Linked DNA regions of Danio rerio: region 2 is linked to region 1. The links are chromatin contacts, called in public HiCAR-type maps. All regions are on one chromosome and are shown on one strand. Each heading gives the region's core, a stretch centred on a gene start, on an enhancer-like site or on the middle of the called end of the contact. The rest is flanking DNA. Distances are from core to core; before and after follow the strand shown.

The links. HiCAR-type assays count read pairs that join an accessible place to other places.
Region 2: a contact with region 1 is called in a HiCAR-type map of caudal fin, with 5 times the contacts expected there. The contact joins two enhancer-like sites. A contact is called at or near these places in 4 of 18 Hi-C or Micro-C datasets (caudal fin, embryo, hematopoietic stem cells and 1 more) and 1 of 4 datasets of contacts at active chromatin or transcription factors (caudal fin).

Annotation. Positions count from the first base shown.
Region 1 is chr23:107,832-111,097 of GRCz12tu, forward strand. It overlaps hdac7a (histone deacetylase 7a), which reads right to left. Exons shown (of 26, transcript XM_073939601.1): 3 at 163-341. Among named protein-coding and RNA genes, the nearest start is that of twist3, 44 kb to the left of the region's middle. Within about 2 kb of position 1,705, at least 26 of the 62 cell types and tissues checked have an H3K27ac peak or open chromatin away from gene starts, as enhancers often do. A contact at or near this core is called in caudal fin, where this site is marked.
Region 2 is chr23:212,520-215,785 of GRCz12tu, forward strand. No RefSeq gene overlaps it. Among named protein-coding and RNA genes, the nearest start is that of hdac7a, 43 kb to the left of the region's middle. Within about 2 kb of position 1,627, at least 26 of the 62 cell types and tissues checked have an H3K27ac peak or open chromatin away from gene starts, as enhancers often do. A contact at or near this core is called in caudal fin, where this site is marked.

The sequences.
Region 1 (3,266 bases), core at 455-2,954:
ATCACAGAACAGTGGAAGAGCCTCACACACAGCCTGGAGCTGAACAGCCCATCTGTATCTGGTCATACACAGTACCGGGACCAGTGTGATGTTTAGCTCATGTACGGTACTGTTGTGAGTGTGGCTGATGTGCTGTACTGGGATCAGTGTGTGGTGACGCACCTGTATGCGCTGCAGCTGCTGCTGGCTGTACTGGGAACAGTGCTGTGTGTTGTATCCGATCAGCAGCTGAGGGTGCAGCGGGGACAGGAAGGCCGTGTCTGAACCCGAGCCCGGCCGCAGCAGACGCTCTCCCACACGCAGGTCCATGGGGACGGGGCCCTCGGGGGACCACACTGAGCCTGCAGACAGACACACACACACACACACACACACACACACACACACACACACACACACACACACACACACACACACACACACACACACACACACACACACACACACACACTACATTAGGATGAAGGAACACATCAGATCAGATGCTGGGGTGTTGGAAATGTTTGTTTCAATGCTCAAATGTTCACTATGATTCAGATCATCATCTAATGCCTTGGTTATTTTACACTCAAATCTCATTAATGTAGTGCTTTCTAATTTAAAATAATTAACTGTAATAAGATTAATAAACAAAAAATGATGTACCGTACATTTAAAAACACAAGGAAATGTCCACACTAATAATAAAAGAGGCAACAGACGCAGTAAACACATTTAATGACAATAAACACACAGAACAGAACTACATCAGCTCAGTTTCAGCTCTTAAAGCTCTAGTGTGTGATTAGGACTGACGCTGAGCAGTGGAACTGATCAGTCAATAACTCCATAACTCGTGTTGTGTAAATCAGTGATGGTTGATTTCCACTGATGACAGAGGAAGATGCAGGGCAGAGATGTAGAGATGTGTGTATCAGCGCATGTTCCAGCGCTTTCCTCATGGCACATTCCACACTCATATACGCCCGGCTGATTTACATATCATTTGCATGCTGTTTTAAGAGTATTTGCATGGCACCAGGGCTCAATGGGACGCGCCGCCTCACCCTTACATCATGCAGACGGGAACAGACATCACAAACAGCAGACCTGACCGAGCTGACCGGAGCACACCTAAAGGGGCAGTTCACCCACATGTCAACATTTACTCTCGCGCGAGGGGCTCCTAACCTTCATGAGTTTCTTTCATCTCTTCAACACAAAAGAAGATATTTTGAAGAATGTTGGACACCTGTAACCATTGACTTTGCTTGCTTTTCCTGCTATGGGAGTCAGTGGTTACAGGTTTTCAGCATATCTTCTTTTGTGTTCAGCTGAGATAGAAACTGATGAAGGTTTGGAAAGACTCGAGCATGAGCACATGTTCATTTCTGGGTGAACTCTCCCTCACATACAGATTTATAGTTAAATATCATCTTCAGTGTCGTCTTGAGGAAGAGTAAATGATCATGTTTGTGTGGTGAACTGTGCCTTTAAGACATATTTCGGATCTGAAGCGAGAGTTTGAGGCAGTGTTTCCCCAGTAAAGTCTCTCCAGAATATATCAGTGTGTGCTGCTTCAGAAACGGTAACACACACACACTCTTAGGCACACAGAGCACACACTTGCTATTGTCTTCTTGTGAAGCGCGACTGCTTTGTCACTGCTACTCTGACACAAAGACACAGAGCAAAAAAAGTTTTTCTCTGAAGCAGACCAATCAGGAGCCTGGAAAATGACTCAGCGATGACCTCAGCCGGTGAGGAACAGTGTGTACCTCTGAGCTGATGTGTGTTACGCAAGAGCAAATACAAATACAATAATAATCAAATCAAGAAGAGCAATCAGAGGAGATCAACTGAGGTGGCAGGAGAACTGACCGAAGCATTTTAACTATATTCATTTGATTTAATAATTTAATTTGATTTAACACTTTGGTCAGTGCTGTCGTTTGTGTTAAGATATTTACACTGTCAAAATGAAAACCTCATCAAAGGCCTAAAAACTAACAATGCATGATGTAGAATCGCTACTGACAACTCAATATCCATAACTCAACAGCAATAACTTTATCCATAACTCGATACCGATAACTCGATACAGATAACTCAATACCAATAACTCAAAACCGATAACTCAATACAGATAACTCGTTAATGATAACTCAATACCGATAACTCGTTAATGATAACTTGATACTGAGAACACAATGCCAATAACTAAATATCCATAACTTAATGCTGAGAACTTGATAGTGATAACTCGAAACCGATAACTCAATATTGATGACTGAATACTGATAATTCAATATTGAGTACTCAATATTGATTTAGAAGCTGATATATTATCCCATCAATATAAATAATGAAATGATTGCAAAAAAAACCCTGAATAAATCAAAAGGCAAATGCATTTAGTGACCAGCTGATTTCAGAATCACAATGCCAGTAATAGTAGAGATCATTTAATTTATCATATAAACATTTGCATATTATTCAATAATATTGCTGAAATGAATATAAAAACTAAATTATATTTACTGATATTTACAGACACAAAACATTAGTTTCCAAAAGCTTAGAAAAAACGTCCTTTTTCATGAAGTGTATAAACATGAAATAAATTATAACATGAATATATTTATGACCTTAAAATGATAATTAATAATCAAAATTCAGTTTAAATGAAATTTAAGCTATTAACCATCTTCAATATGTTTTAGCACATTTAAAAAAATAATAAAATACTTTAGTGCTCATTTAATGCAGAAATATTAGTGGGGAAACTCCTCCAGAATCCCATTCCTCAAACACATTCATATTAAACACAGATAATTCAGCCTCTCCAGATCACGTGACTGGATACGCAGCAGATAATGGGGCTGCAGAGCCTCTCCAATGCTGCTTCAGCCTCTCTGAATCCTCCAGTGATGGGTTCAGTGACTCATTAGACTGATCAGAGTTCAGACGGCAGGAATCTGAACGCAAGATAATCGCATGACAGTGTGTGTGTTATCGTGTGTGTCATCTGCTGATTTACTGGGAAAATAACAGCGCTTGAGCAACTTCCAGCATTAGCGAACAGAGGAACGATGCTTCACGCACTCGTCTGCACTGCTGTCCTCATCTAATGCAGGTAGAGGAGGTCTGGCAGAGCCCTATTATGACTGCTTTATTTTGTGTTCCTCGTGACCTGGGCTGTCTAGAACAGCTCAGCTTTAAAATAAGACAAAGCACTTCATTTAGTTCATTTTCCTTTCTGCTTAGTCCCTTCATTAATCACAGAT
Region 2 (3,266 bases), core at 377-2,876, 100 kb after region 1:
CTCAGCCAGTCTCAACCTCAGACGGCAGTTTCTAATCTGATTGGCTGGCGTTACACAACTTCCTGGAGTAAGGGAAAACAGGGTTATTCGCTCAATGAAACAACTCAGGCTTACAATGTGCAAGAGGGACACAAACATGACTCTTCTGAAAAACACTCTGCATTTGTTTGAAAGTATGTTGGACGGTAGGTTTTATCACACAGCAAAGGTCTGGTTGAGCATGACTGCACATATAGCTGATATTACAGCTATCTGAATCTGCTCAAAGCACTCCAACCCAGGTAGCAAAGAATTCTGGCCCGGATTTGACATAAGGCTGGCACAGCAGGCATACAGCATGTGGGCCAAACAGTTTGGCAGAGGTGGCACCGTCTGTAAGACGGCACACAAGATTGGGTCAGATGTCAAATGTAGTATTTGGCCCAGATGTTATAAATGTATATGTGGGGCATATAAGTTTGGAGTGTCATGACCCACTAGTAAATACATGTTATATTTGAGTACAGAAAAGTATTCTAGCCATCAGGTCGCTTTGAGAAAAAAGCAGGCCCATAGTGTGCCTAAAGCCCAATGCTTCATGGGTTAATCAACTTTAATGCAGTCGTGACATCAACATTTCTGGCCCAGTTCTGGGTTATTACCTTGGCTGAGACTTGGCTCTCCTATGGCTCTCTCTCTCCATCCCTCTGCTGGACTTTTACAATGCAAATAGTCACTCTACAGAGTCTGACTAAAGTTTCCACACAGTTGAATGGATTGAGCTAAATGAGTTGAACGCAGGTGCCTTGAAACACCCGGAAACCCCTTCAACGTTTACTTGAAGATGTGGAATATTACAGTATGAGCTGCTGACACGTCTCTATTATTTTCACAAACATGAAATTGGAAAGTGTGTGTATATAATGACTCGAAAATGCTGAAACGATTCCTCCCGCGCAGATTCAGTCCGTGAGACACATTTCTTGGGAGAGATGAATCAGACTCTGGAACTGGAGACTTGGGACCAGGGCGTTTTCCGCGAAGGCCTCTCTCTGAACTCTGAGTGTGCGAGAAAGATAACCTTTTTTCTCTGAACACTTTATCCTTTAGGCTGCGGCAGAGATCCACACAAACAAACACAGCCGCCATCGCCGTCCAGAGGAAATACTTTCACTGCGATGTGCCGCCCCAGGCTGACACCCGTAAAATCTTGTCTGGATGTCCTCCGCCCAATCTCTCACACACACACACGCATCACCTGTTCCTCTACATCTCCAGCTACATTTCACCCTGAGTGCCTGTGCTTGTGTTAGAAATCCTGTGTGTGCAGTGAGTTACACTTCCTCTTTTGTACACTATGCGCACGATGATTTACAAACCCAAAGGGGCAGCTTCTATTGTGTATGTGTGTACAGCCAAACACTCTTAAAGACCACACACACACACACACACACATGCATGATCGCTCACACTCACAACCCCACACACACACACAAACATCTTCCTGTTGACCGTGGCTTAAGCTGCTGAAATCCAGCTGCAGTAACAGTTGTTCGCCGCTTTTCCCGGATCTCCACAGAAACCAGAGCCTGCGTGTTATCGGATCCTGCTCGACTTTCCTCCTCGGGAAAGAAGAATGCAGTGAGAAAGAAAAGAGAGAGAGAGAGAGAGAGGAAGGCAGGGTGAAGGAGAGCGAGCGGGAGGGGGCGATGGTTTGGTCATGGTCCCGTGTGGGAATATTTAATAACAAACATTAAAAATACCACAGAAAGACTTTGCCACATTCCCACGGTCCAACTGCAGCCAGAGCCTGACAGCACGGTTATAAATACCAGCTATAGAGCGGCCCTAGAGTGCACTTACAGTACAACACACACACACATACAGTGCACACAAGCCATACACACTTACCCATCCATGTACAGTACATCTGGAGAAACTATGTGGAGTTGCTTGGACACTTTTTTGCGGCATAAACATCCTAGACTAAGGCAGAAACCTGATGTGTTGCGTTATTTAGGCCAAATGGCATGACTGAAGACAATCCTACAATCTGTTTTTGTCTTAAATCTACACTATAGTATAGCTTTTTACTTTATTTTAAGATGATAATTTAAGCACATTCTTATATGCAGGCATTATTTAGGCCACATGGCATGACTGTGGACAATCCTACAATCTGTTTTTATCCAGTATGCAAGGCACTCTTCAACTCAGCATACAGTAGCTTTATGCACGTATATTTGGTTATCATCATATTGTGTGCATATTATTAAAAAGGAACGCACTTTATTTGTTGTTTCTCCACTAGGGGGCATCAATAGCCTGGGTCTTTGTTTCATGGTAGAAAAAGAAATTCTGGAAGAGACAGAAAAACAACAACTATTTTAAACCACAACAGCAAAAACCGCCTGCACTTAAAATAGATTCACAGACAGCAACTCTAGTAAACATAACACATTGCTGATGCTGATTATTTTTGGAGTCAAACAGCACAGACAGTGTGCGAGGATGATCTTTCTAGCATGCCTCTGCGTGGAGATCCTGTGTTCCAGGCTACATGTTCAGCTGTAGGTTTTCTTGTCAAGACTAAAGTATACTTCAGGCTTTAGAAAGCTTCTACATGTGTAGACAATGCAAATGGCGGCACACTAAGCTTCGGGGGTTATTTTCGTCAGCATTTTGTCAAGAAGCCACTTCCATCTTCACATTGGACTGGCGGAGGAAAACAGGGGAAGCTCTCACTGCCTTTCTTTCCGTTCCTGAAACAATGAGACTGGAAACTGGCTGTCTGCCCCAGTGTGTGTGTGTGTGTGTGTGTGTGTGTGTGTGTGTGTGTGTGTGTGTGTGTGTGTGTGTGTGTGTGTGTGTGTGTGTGTGTGTGTGTGTGTGTGAGTTTTGCTCTCAGCTTTCATGGGTCGCAGGAATTAACCCAACATGGCTCCCTCGTTCCTGTTATTGGACAAGACATTAGTCTCGATGTCAAGGAGCTTTGGGGTTTGTGGCCAATTTTAGATGTTCTACAAATGAGGGTGTGAAACAGCAAGAGCATAAAAACAAATGAGCAGTTTGGTGTGTGTGGAAACTTCTCTGGTATAACAGAGGCCTTTGAAGCATTTATAGAGTCGACTAATTTAACGTGTCACACATTTGTTTTATTATTACAGCCTGGATTTAAAAGAAATGTGTGCAGGCAGAGAGAAAAAGTCGACATAATCTGAAGATAATAGAGTTTGGTAACAAGAATCAGACACTGGAGAACAGTGTGTATTGGTTATATTAACTAA